2 separate regions of the Capsicum annuum genome follow, and region 2 is linked to region 1. The links are chromatin contacts, called in public Hi-C maps. All regions are on one chromosome and are shown on one strand. Each heading gives the region's core, a stretch centred on a gene start, on an enhancer-like site or on the middle of the called end of the contact. The rest is flanking DNA. Distances are from core to core; before and after follow the strand shown.

The links. Hi-C and Micro-C count contacts between places; a contact is called where the count stands out from the background.
Region 2: a Hi-C map of pericarp shows a contact between it and region 1, with 2.7 times the contacts expected there. The contact joins the promoter of LOC107873089 here to the enhancer-like site in region 1. A contact is called at or near these places in 2 of 5 Hi-C or Micro-C datasets (bud and pericarp).

The regions. Positions count from the first base shown.
Region 1 is chr6:144,789,411-144,796,406 of UCD10Xv1.1, forward strand. No RefSeq gene overlaps it. Among protein-coding and RNA genes, the nearest start is that of LOC107873163, 33 kb to the left of the region's middle. Within about 2 kb of position 3,126, at least 1 of the 5 cell types and tissues checked has an H3K27ac peak or open chromatin away from gene starts, as enhancers often do. A contact at or near this core is called in pericarp, where this site is marked.
Region 2 is chr6:145,093,269-145,100,264 of UCD10Xv1.1, forward strand. It overlaps LOC107873089 (protein transport protein Sec61 subunit beta), which reads right to left and starts at 3,372. Exons shown (of 1, transcript XM_016719814.2): 1 at 2,512-3,372. The coding sequence starts at 3,104. The coding sequence ends at 2,775.

The DNA.
Region 1 (6,996 bases), core at 1,876-4,375:
TTTTTCAATTGATAATATACCTAATCCACTCAATCTCTCTTGAGACATTGTTGATCTCAAGTAGGATTTTATTAGTTTTAATTTTGAAAAATTTCTTTCCGCTGAGGCAACTGTTACAGGAACAATTAACATTATTCTATAGGCAATATAAGCATTCAAAAAAGAATCAAGTCCTTTTATTTGATTAAGTATATCAATTAAAGTATTGTCATCTACTTGTACTATCTCCCTTAACACTCTTAACTCGGAAAATAAGTCTAAACCATCAATATCAGAATGATTATTATATTTTAAAGAATATTTAAGATTAAGATAATGTTTTTTCAAATTCTCATCATCTAGTGATCTCAACTTTTTACCACTAAATAGAAATCTAAAAATATTTTCATAAGCTTCAAATTGTTCAAATCTATCCTGAAGAGAAACAATAGCTTGGTCTACTATATATAAGAAGTAATCAACTCTAAAAGATTCTTCGGGAGATTTTGTGATTTCATTATTAACATTTTCATCAATTTGTTTTTCCTATGTATTACAAGTTTCATTCGAAATTCAGGTTCTATATTCATCTCAAGTGCAATTTCTTTAGCAGAAATCATAGAACTTTCAAATCCTTGCTCTCTATATTTAAAAAAAAAGAAATTAAACCCCTTGATTGATCTATAGCAACATCAATGTGCATATCTTTTGATTGCAATGATTTGCTAACTGAATTAACTGCAAATAAAATATCATGCCAAATAGTCATACCTAATAAAAATTCAAAATTTTCAAGCTCATATGTTACTAAGCAACTAGCTTCACTTTTAATTTTTGGATCCTCGCTAACTTCTGCTAATTTCAGTAAAGCATCTCTTATTTGTGGAGTTTGAAATCTTATGGCCTTAACACTTTCAATGCGACTTTTCCATCGTGTTTATGACAATGATTTAAGAGATAGATCAGGTACACTATCTTTTAAAACTTTCCATCGCTTAGTAGAAGAAGAAAATAGTGTATATATGCATTGTACTACTCCAAAAAATGAAAGAGCTTTTGTGCAAGAATTAGCAACATCACAAAGTACTAAATTTAGATTATGAAAACCACATGGAGTATAAAATGATCTAGGATTTACATCTAAAAATCATTTTTGAACTCCTTGGTATTTTTCCTTCATATTAGACCCATTATCATATCCTTGTCCTCTTAAATTATCAATGTTAAGCCCAACATTTTTAATTTCATCGACAATAACTTCAAAAAGACCTTTACCACTTGTATCATCCACTTTTACAAATTCTAAAAAATACTCATTAACTTTTATTGGAGTTGCTGAAATATCCACACTTCACAATATAAAAGACATTTGTTCTTGATTACTAATATCCGGAGTGCAATCAAATATAATTGAAAAATACTTTGCCTCTATGACTTTTTCAATAATTTTATTTTTAATTTCACTCGCCAATAAATTTATTAACTCATTTTGTATATTATGTCCTAAGTAATGATTGTGAATTTCATCATATTTAATTCGCCGGATATGCTCTTGCATGATTGGATCAAATTCAACAATCATTTCAATTAGACTTAAGAAAATTTCATTATTCTCTTGATAAATCTTTTTATTTTTTCTCCTAAATGTCAAATTATTTTTTTTTGAGAGTTTTTATTACAACAATAATTCTTGATAATATATTTTTCCAGTGTTCTCTATCCCTATCGATTTGATCTTCAACATCTTTATCAATTGTTTATCCCTATTGATTTGATCTTCAACATCTTTATCAATTGTTTTACTTTTCTTCAACCTTATTTCTAAGTCAATCCATGCACTCATATTAATAATATGTTCGTTTGATATCTCACTAACTTTAAGCTTAGCACTAAGATTTATCCAATCTTTACTACCTTCATTTGCTAGTTTACTATTACTAATATAAGAATTTGTATTGAACAACTTGCAACAAAAATAAAATACTTTATCCAAATCTCTAGAATAAATTAACCATTTTCTTTCATGTCTTTCTCCATTTTCCAAAGTTTGAAAATAATGGGCATTATAAAAATGTCTTGACAATTTATCATTTGAAAAATTTGTATCACTAATTCTAATTGGTCCTTTTTCCACTAGTAAGTCTCTCAATTTTGTATCGATATTGATCCACTGACTAGGATCATATATATTTATATGAATACAATTATTTGATTCATTAAGTTCTTGATTTTCTTGAGGATCTATATTAGATTTCTCACTAATTTCCTTCTCCTCTTTTTGAATAGTATTACTCCTATCATCAAATTCAACTGAATTAATAACTTGCTCATCTTGAGAACATTCTCCTATATTTTCTAATTCTATATTTTATTATTTATTAAAAATTTATCTAGAGCTCTTTTTTGAGATTCTACCAAAGTATCAATTCTTTTTTTTTTTTAAAGTTTTGAAGCACCAGATTCATATTTTCTAGTTGACATATTAAAATTTTAATAAATAGTAAATGTGTAATTTATATCTACTAATCCACACAATTAAAAAATTAAAAAAAATTAATAAATAACAAATATGTCTACCAAATATCAATATGCGCATGCACAATTATTTAACAGAATAATAATAATAATAAAACTAAAATAATAGAACCTAATTTAATAATGATCTAAAAACAATAACTCTAATCTTCATAAACTATCAACAATCTTGATATTAAAAATAAATTGAATCAAAATAATATAATAAAAAAGAAATTTCTTAAACAATTGATGTTTTGATAGTATAGGAATTAAAAGAAGATAAAAAGTGAAGGTAAATAAAGAAAAAAAAATATGTATGTTATTTACATCTTCCAATTAAAGGAAAATGAAAGGTCTAATTTAAAAGATAAAAAAAATACTAATTTTTTGCCTCTTTCAAGACTAGGAAAATCAATTTCTTCATAAATGTATTTGCCTTTTCAAAGTTGTACCATTTATTTTAAAAGAAAAAAATGTTTCAAGGCAAATCAATATAGTAATTGATTTGACAAGTGGGCCATTTATTCTTTCAAAAATTTTGTCAACAACTGACAGCATACATAAATAAATACATGTGAATTTTTCTATTTTAAATGATGTAAAGTGATGTAAAGTGGGGCTCCCCAAAATTGGGGGCCTAAAGCATGGGCTTGGACTGCTTCACCAAAAGGCCCGCCCTGTTACCAACCCACTGTATATATTCACTCTCAATTTTGAAATACGAATGAGATGACATATATACGACATACCATTCAATGGGAAATTACAGTGTGCTAGATTTGTTTTTTTTTTTTTCTATTTCATCTTTATTGTTTGATTCTTAATTTACAATTAGAAGAGCTTATTAAATTATAAGGGTTAATCGATGAAATATCTTTAAGGACAATGTTATATATTTTTCAGATTTTCAAGAATTCTCTACAATATTAGTATTGGAAAATAATAGAATAAAAGAAATTATTGGTGATGCAAGTTAGTGAAGGGGAGCCTTGGAGTAACTGGTAAAGTTGCTGCCATGTGACCAGGAGGTCACGGGTTCAATCCTTGAAAACATGATGATCTCCACATGCTCATGATAACAAGAACTAATTCCAAATTGCCACTGAAATATTTCATTAAATAAAAACTTAAAAAATTAAGGAAAAATTACATATATACACAAGTTAACAATTAATTATTACATAAAATCCCTACTCCTCAAATTAATTACAAAAATCCCTTATTAATTATATAAAATTCCTTAAATTTACTCTTTCTCTCTCATTCCCCTCATACATATTAAAATACCCTATTTTACTCCCTTTTTGTGCACCGATTTTTGCTCCATATCTGTGCTTCTTTATTTATGCCTACAATTAAGTTAACATGATCTGAGAAATTTCAAGTTGTTCAGTTATCAACCATTAACTGAACAAAGTTCACCTTCCTCATTTAATTTTAAGTTTTTTTTTTCAACTTTACCAAATCAAATTTGGATTTGAATTTTAATTTGTTGCATGTATGTACTTATCAAAGTATTAGATTTTGTAATTCAATAACATTGTGAGAGTAGAAATTTATCGTATTTTCCCATATATTTCAAAGTCAAATCTTTGGTTTTATGTATAATTGAGGGAAGTTGCCGTTCAAGTTCAAAGAAGTTAGCTTCAAAATTGACAAGTAAGAAGAAGGTTGATGATTCCGGACGACCACGTCTTCCAAAGTTATAGTTTTTATATTAATTGATTTAATTCAGTAAATGGGTAATTATACGTTGATAGTCATATTGTAGGATTATACAATAGAATTGTAGTATAAATTACATTGACATTTTTAAACTCATTCATTAGATCAGGTACACTGTACATTAGTTTGGGTACATTATACTTTACAAGTTGTAAAGTTATACAATATAATTATAATAGTTTGTAAGACTACTTTTTCCATTCAATATTGTTGTGCAAACATTATACATTAGTTTATTTATCAGAATAATGTATAATATAAGTCTTCTACTTTATATTTCATTGTAAGTGTATGAGATGAATTATATTACACATTAAGAAGTTTTTATTACATATAAGATGCATTTTATGCATTAGGTTGCATTATACAGTTAGAAAGTCTAAATCATGTATAAAGTTACATTATACCTTTGATAAGATTATATTTATAATATGTATAAGGTGCATATTTGATATGTATAATGTTACATTATACATTATGCAAGATTATAGTTTAAGTGTATAAGGTGTATATATACATGTGAAACTGTTGTATAATGTAATTTGTAATATGTATCAGTTTGCTGCTATGTTTGTATCTTTTAATGGGAGTCTGCTAATCTGTAAGTACTTTTAGTTTATATTTTTTTACATATATAATCATGTAATAATTACTGAGCTACCTGTTAATTCATAATTTTTTTCATATTAGCGACTGTGGCATTTTTGTTGATGTATATGCAGAAATATTAAGTGAATGACTGGAAGTGCATTCATGTAGGTTTGACGCACAATATATTGTATTGGTACTATCGAAGTTGGAAGCTATTACATTTGACGTACATTATATTGTATTGGTACTATATAAGTTGACAACTATTACTATTAACAGTGATTTATATATAACGTATAACAATCAATTATACATTAAAGTGCTATTTTATATCTAATGTATAATATTTTCAAGAGCAAAACTTCATTAATACGTCACTTACATCTAATGTATGGATGTATGAAATGTGATTCATACATATAACATTTGTTTCATACACAGAAAGTTAAGTATAATATATTCTCATACATATAGTTAATTTTTTTTTAACTTAAGTGAAAATAAAGAAAATATTTACATCATACATAGAAGCTAAAGTATAAAACTTTATCATACATATAAAACATACTGTTGTTTGAGTTCAGATCATACATATAATATTGGCAACACACAAAGTAAGAAATGTATAATAAATTCTCATACATATAGCACATTATAGCATGACTACTTAAATTAAACTAACTTCCATAGACGAATATAACAAAGATATCTCGTTTAAAAATAAAAGTTTGCAGAAGTTCAGTTATAAATAATGTTATACATTACATAGAACTGACAGTTTAATATTTAATTGTTTGTTATACAATACATATGAATGATTGTTTAGCGTTATAGATGCCAAATTAGATAGTATTTATACACCTTTATGTATAATGTAAAGTGAAATAGTTAAAGGAATGCAATATGATTTATGTATAATGTAGAAAATTGTTGTGACAATCTCAAACTATTATTAAGAACTAAACTTGAAATAACAATATAAATCATAGTTCAAAGTTATTCCAGATTATCAACATCAACAAAGTAAATTGTTGACTCAAATGAAACCAAATTAAGCATCATCACATGGAAAATCAAATTATCTTCTTCACGATTCCTTTGGGAAAAAATCACACGTTCGTCGGTTGTGACTTGCACGTCCACATTTACCGCAACAGTTTGAGCTTGAAGAAAGTGATTCACTTGATTTCAAATGCTTTCCTTTCTTTGACCTACCAAGAGGTTTTCTGTATTTGGGCGGTATAACTTCTTCATCTTCTACAAATTGAGGAATTACCTTCAACAATGTATTTTACTTCAATTTTTTTATGAACTTCATCAATATTCAATTCCGTTGCAATCATCAAAATCAATTTCAAAAACTTTATACTTTTTGAAACAATAATTTCATCACTTTTGTATTGTTGATAAAGAATTTTGGATTCCCAAGAACCCGAATGATGCAAAAATATAGCGATGTTCATATTGATTATTGTAAAAGAGAAGAAACCAAATGTGGACGTGTTTTTTTGAGTATGAGTTCTAGATCGTAATTCAAAAAAAAATTATGGTGATGTTTAAAGATATTTTTTCAATTTGAATTTCAGTTACTATTTTTAAGCATCCACTAAATTAGAAGAGTTAATTAATGCCGTTAATTAAGCAATAGAATCATCATATCTAATTTTTCTTTTCATAAATATAGGCTAAATAATTTCCTCATACATTGAAGCAACTTATGAGGGTCAACGAAATGTATATGTATTTTATCCAATGTAACGCCCCAAAATTCTGTCCCGGAGCGTCACACGGTGCTTAAGGCTACAAGTAGCCCCAAGCTAACCCTTTGAGCCTGCTACTTAGTATAAAGCTTACTTAAAGATAATGAGAGCAAAATAAGGAATCATGTCTAACTGAAATCCGAATGAGTACTGTAAAAGTAACAAAATACTGCAAATCTAAATATACTGACCATTTAGTCTGACAAAGCCTCTACTACTCAACAAACTAGAGAGCCATTGGGACAGATCCCCAACTGATTCAACCTAAACTAAAAGCAGTAGAACAACTACTAAAAATACTGAAGTGTCTGGATATAGGTCCTCGAACCATGAGGATTCACCACAGTGGAGGTGTAAATAAAGGTACTTGGGATTAATGACGCTGCTAGGACTGAGTACCTAAACCTACATTATGAGACAATGT
Region 2 (6,996 bases), core at 2,122-4,621, 300 kb after region 1:
ATCGAGCAGACTGAAGTTGTGGCCGTGTTCTTGATTAGAATAACACATGAAATATCTCACTAAGCAGAGTTGTTGTCTAATGAGAGAGAAAAAAACTAGCTTTACTCATTGAACAACGCTGGTTAAACAAGCTGTGGTGTAATGAGAGACAGAGTTGGATTGATGAGACCATTAGCGGTGCAATAGTTGCGCCTTTTACCCCAGATCTATCAGACACAAACCTGAACTAGTCAAACCAATAGGCTTCAATCGGTACCAAATAGGTTAAACCCAAAGAACAGGGGAAAAAGATTTTTAAGAACGGAGTTTCTTACATGACATGGATGTGATACCATCCCATAACTTTGCAATCGTTAGAGAACAACTATGAGAAATTTCAAGAATTTTATACGCCAAACCCATCGATAGCACCTTAAACTTGTCCCAAAAATTCACTTAGCTCCTAAACTAAGGCCTGTACCTATCAAACCCCTAAACCCCCCGAATTTTGTTTCAATTGGGCATTTTTTGCCTAATAAGCAAAATGTATATAGAGAGTGTGTTACACTCGCGTGACGTGACAAAAACGCCCAATAAAAAAACACGTGGCAAAAAAAAATATATGTAAAATTGCTGATTTTTTTATTTTTCTATTTATATTTAATAATAATTTTTAAATTAAAAAAAAAAAAAAAAAAAAGCACCCCCCCCCCCCAATCATCATCTTCTTCACCCCACCCCACCCCACCCTCCAATCATCTTCTTCTTCATCCCACCCCACACCCCTTTGTCGTATTCCCTCACACATACATACATCATCTTTACCGCCTCCTCCCCCACCCCACCCGCAATCGTCTTCACCCTTACCCCCCACCCGTCATCTTCACACCACCCCTTTCGGTGTTTCACAGTTCTCTCACACACAAACACACACATTCACTCACACGCACACATAGTTCACACATGCACGAGAGCAGCAACGCAGCCAACATTTTCCGGCGAGATTCGCCGAAAAATCAACTCCAAAATCACACACAAACACACATTCACTCTCACACACAGAGTTCACTCACAAACACACACATTCACTCACACACACAGTTCACACACACGAGAGCGGCAACACAATCAATATTTTTCGGCGAGACTCGCCGGAAAATCAACTCCAAAAAAGAATTTTTTTTTGTTTCAAATCTTTGATGTTGTTGATAATGTTGAAAAATGGTTACTCATTGTGTGCTTAATGGAGTTTCTCCATTTTTTGATGTTGTCTTTAATGGTGAAGATTGATTAATGATTTTGTTGTTGTTCATGGAGTTGTTAATTTTCAACTGATTTGATGGATTTTGTTGTCTCGAAATCATGAAGATTGACAAAGATTTTGTTGTTGTGCTTAATGAAGTTTCAATTCTTCAAATCTTGTTCACTGATAATTGTTGTGGGGGAAGGGGTAAATGTTTCTGAGGAAGATGATGACTGTGGGGTATGGGGGGAGCTTTTTTTTTTTTTTTTTTAAATTAAAATATTAGAATAATTAAAAATTATATTAATAAAATAATTTAAATATAAATTTTTTAATAAAAAAAGTAAAATATTATTTAATTTACTGTTCACGCACCCAAGGAGAGTGTGTTACACTCTCCTTGCCAAATCATCATTTTGTGCCTGATAGGTACCAATTTTAACACTTGAAGTGCTTGATAGGTACAAGCCTTAGTTGAGGGGTTTAAGTGAATTTTCGGAACAAATTTGAGGTCTATCGATGGGTTTGACCAATTTTATAACTGTAAAAAGCCATAGCTCATCAATATCTCGGTAAAATGCGCCAAGAAAAGTCCGTGAACTGTCAAAAAATAATTCCAACAATCAACTAAAACCATGTTATAACTACAATCCATAGCAAGTGCCTCTATGCAGTGATTGCTAAAACAAGAAAACCCTGACAAAAGTCTTATTGAACAAACAAATGCAAATCATAAACGTGTTATATTCTGATCATATGATATTCAATCTCCTTCCAACAAAAAAGGAAACCAATTGAAGATGGCACACCCTTTTGCTATGAAAAAAGCAACAGAGAGGGCAAGCAGTTTTGGATCGTGGCGCAAGTTTAGCACACATGGAAACTACACAAAGCACCCCAGAATAATGCATAGGGGTTTCAAGATTGAACACCCTTCAGCTAAAAACGTAAAGTAACTTCCAGGAACAAAACTATACTCCTAGAAGAACACAATAGATGAAACCAGAAAGATCCAAAAAAGGAATTCAAACTTGTCTTCAATCCACCGAAAATCAACATCCGTTCACAATCACATCAATCAACTTTTTAAGCCCTCTGCGTTTCATTCTATTATGGTTCTTTGATATTCAAAAATCATCATACTCACAGGTTAATCCAAATCTTCCACTATTTTGCATCTGATCAGTATAGTTGCCCTGCTTTTTCACTGTTTGTCAACCTACCCTGGGATTTAGACAATCAATTTTTCACTAAACATTGGTGGACTCGTACTCAAAAGCACATGAAAATAATAAAAGACAAACCAATTAATATAGCAAAACGGAACAATTTTTGAACAAAGAGTGTGCATTACACATGTAAACTCCAGAATTCCCTTACGTGGGAGCTTCTTTTATCATCTTCCTAACACTGAGTCAAATTCAGCCAACAAAAGGAAATAGAACCAACAAAAGACCGTGAAATTAGCCATAAAAAAAAAAACTAAATTGTCCTGTATGATGTGGGTTTCAAAATCATCGTGATCCGAAATCAAAGTCACAAACCCGAATAATCAGGCTCCGGAGCCCGACGCGGATCGGTAGCGGTAGAATTTTCCCAAGACATGGAGAGCAGTAACGAATCCGATGAAGCAAAGGCTCATCACGAGGACAACCGTCGGGCTGATCTTCAAACCGGGAGAATCATCGGTATAGAATCGGAGCATATTGTTGGCGTTGCCAGAGCCAACTACGCCACTACCACCACCACCTGCGGCAGAGGAGGAACCACTGAGCCTACGTCGGCGCATGCCAGCTGCAGCGGCGGCGGAGCCACGGGGTGCGGTGGTACCCGGACGGGTGGTGGAGGAGGAAGTGGATTGGGAAGAAGCGCCTCGCGCCATTATTTGGGTGTTGTTGGTCTAGGGAGAAGTGTGTTGTTAGGGGTTGTGGAGAGTGATTATTATGATAAATTTGAGGTAAGAGAGGGTGAAAGTATATTAAACGGAAATTCAGGGGCTGTTATAATGACGTGTGAGTTTAATTAGTTAGACCGGTAGTTACGTGGTTAAACATGAGTGCATAGTGCACAATAAAACAAGTAGAGCTCTAAATACGGGTCGGCTTAGCCATCCGGCCTAGTCTACACGGACTTTGAGTTTGACGGACCATGTTGTGCTAGCCCATCAGAATGATGGACCACAAAACATCTAGCCCACACCATTATTTTGTGGGCCGCGAGTCAGCCCACTTTTTAAAAATAATATTTTATAATTTAATTTTAGAATATTAAATAATTTTTGACATGATATCCTTTGAATCAAATAAAAATACTAATAAGCAATTTAAATAGTTGCATATATTTGACTTACGGACCGACCCACGAGCTAGCCCAACCCACATTGCCCAAGCCCCACGGGCCGCGGGCTTACATAATCCGAGTTAAAAAGCCTTGTTCTTAAATGGACTATAGGAATTGAAGCCCAACTCTATCAAATTACAGGCCAGGTTGGACCGGCCCTACGGGCCTAATCCATATTGACGGCTCTAAAAACAAGACACTTCTATTTTGTTTGCTGAGAAAATTGAAGGAAAGATGTCATTTAAGTCTTGAACGAAGGATTGGTGACACTAACTTACTTAAAGGGTCAAACACAATTAGGAAACTTGATTATGTTAATTGTGGACTTGATTGATATTTTTAAAACTTTCTAATCTTTTCAAAAATACAAATTAACTCACAGCCCCCTCCTTTCCAAATCAATCATCTCTCTCCTTTCTCTCGACAATCTTTCTCAACTCCCTCTCAACCAATAGTTTTGCAAAATTTCTCCCTTCAATTCCCGGCGACTTTAAGCTTCGGCGACAAATAGCTGGGCGAGTTTCTTGTCGACTTTCACCCGCCAATCGATGTGACAAATAGTGTTCTCCGGTGACAACAACTTCGAGTTCTTCGCCGTCTCATTTCTTCTTTCACAGGTAAAAAATTATGTCTTTTTAGTTATGAAGAAACAAAGGAACTTGAGTCAATTTCTCTTCCAGTATTGGTTAACAATTTACTTCTTACCTAAATTTGAAATGTGGACTGAATAAAATCTTAATTTCTGGCATTTCTTCTCTACTCTTTTCGGTGTGAAGTATAATTTTTTATTATTATTGTAGTTTTTATTGTCGAACTGTTGATTTGATTTGTTGTTGATTTTTTATCACTGTTGATGTTCTTAGTGTGTGTATGTGTGTTGTGTTGGGGTTACTGGATTGATTTGTTTTTTGTCTTGGTAAAATGGTGTTGCAATAGATGAACCATCTGGCGTGTCAGATGAACCATCTGACGCAACAGATGAACTATCTGATGAAACGGATAAAACATCTGATGCAACAGATGAAACATCTGATGCAACAAATGCAAATCTGATGCAACAATGAAAATCTGATACAGCAGATGAACAATCTAACAGATCATTCATCTATTGCGACAGACGACTCTTCTATTTAGAAGAAATCTAAATAATATCGATCCAACAGATAACTCATTTTGCAATAGATAAGTGATCTGTTTCAACAGATGAGTGATCTATTTATATTATTTCCAACGAATAACTCATCTGTTGCAACAGGTTGGTTATAGGTTACAACAGATAACCTACCTTGTACAATAAATGAGTGATCTATTTTTATTATTTCCAACAGATTACTCATCCGCTATAACATGTTGGTTATAAGCTACAACAGATAACCTACTTGGTGTAACAGATGAGTGATCATCCGCTGCAACAGGTTATTTATAAGCTGCAACAGATAACCTACCTGGTACAACAGATGAGTGGTCCATTTTTTTCCCAACGGATTACTCATCCGCTGCAACAGGATAATTATAAGCTGCAACAGAGAACCTACCTGGTGCAACAGATGAGTGATCTATTTTTATTATTTTCAACGGATTACTTATCTGCTGCAACATGTTGCTTATAAGCTGCAACAAATAACCTACCTGGTGCAACAGATGAGTGATCTATTTTTATTGTTTCTAATTGATTATCATCTCTTGCAATGGGTTGGTTATATGCTGCAACAGATATCCAACCTGGTGCAATAGATGTGTGATCTGTTGGAACTTTTATTTTACTATTGTACATGTTTGATTTACTGTTATCCTTTTTGACGATGTATTAATCAATTATAATCTATTTTATATTCTTGTTAATTTTAGATAATATGGCTCCTAAAAGAAAAGAAACTGAATCAAGTCCAAGTAAAAAAAAAAATGAAGCAGCTAGGCTACATCCACTACTCTATGAGCATGCTTTACAAACATTATCTCAATCAGGAGCAGAAGATGATGAATATGGGGAAGAGGAATATTTCAAAAGAGAATATCCAAATGCTAATATCCCTTCCACTGAAGAGTTGGTCAAAACCTTTAGCATTGATCGTTATCTAGTAAGAATGCATTGCTATGAAGCCATAGATTTAAGTGTGATTTCGTGGTTAAGTCAGCCATAGGAAAATCTTTCGACGCCTACAGAAAAATACTTCGAGAATAAAAATTGGATGCTTATTTTAGGGACAACTACTTTGGGAAATACCTTGATTTTTCGGAGAACAACAATGCTCGTTTTCAAATGAAAATGGTATATGATTTTCTCAAGCGTAGGTTTATGTATGAAAACAAAGATCAAATAGATGAGGTATGGATAAATTACTGTGGCATGCCTGTTTGTTTTGGTTGGAAAGAGTTTGTCATAGTTACTGGATTAAAATGTTATCCTCCTTCTCCTTCTCAAGTTATACCTATTCTAACCCATAAAAAAGCACCCCGTACACCCAAAAAAGGCAAAGGCAAGTTGAGTGATCGTGATGACCTGGTGTCCCTTGTTGGTCTAAGCTTCAAAAACATTAATTTGATAGAAGCGTTGACAGGTAAAATTTTTTTAAAGAAGCACAAACAAACAATCATTATGCTTGGTTTGGTTTGTACATAATGTTCTTTGGCCAAGAGACGTTAACAACAACATACCACTCGGTTTGATAAAGCTCTCCGAGGATCTTGAGGCATTTAACAACAATTCTTGGGGTTATGAAAGCTTCAAAATGACTGTCAAATATTTGTTGACTCCGTTAACGCCAAGGACAGTCAACTTATATGACTTTCCATGGGCTTTCATGATAAATATTTCTTTTATTATGACATGATTCATTTTTTTATTCAATAATGCTTTTGATTTATTAACGTTATTTTATAGGCTTGGGCATTTGAAGTCATTCTTTATTTGAGACAACAAGTGAACTACCAGGAAGAGGTTTCCTATCTAAGAATCCTGAGATGGTTGTCGGCCAAAACTGATAAAAATGTAAAATTTCTTGATCTCTTCAATCCCCCGAAGGAAGCAATAAGTCTAACTCTAATTAAGTTTTTTTTAATTAATGATTTTTTAAAATGATTTCATCATCATTCTAATATATGTATTGATTTAATTCAGATTGTCCATCTGTGGCTTGTTCCGACCAATCGAGAGTTGAAGATGCCATTTTTTCTTACTTTACGATCTGTGCAAACTTTATCGGATCCTAAGGTCATTAATAGAATAAAGAAGGAATTGTTTAGAGCAATAACCATCACAAGAAAAATAATTTTGAAGGGTGGACTTGTTATTGTTGATGATGGTAGTTGTAGTGGTGCCCCTCTTACAGTTTTTGAAACAACAAACCATTATAATTATGATCATACTGATTATACAGATTTTGCCACTTCTTGCGAATATTCTGCATGCAAATGTCAACACTGCAAGGCGAAAC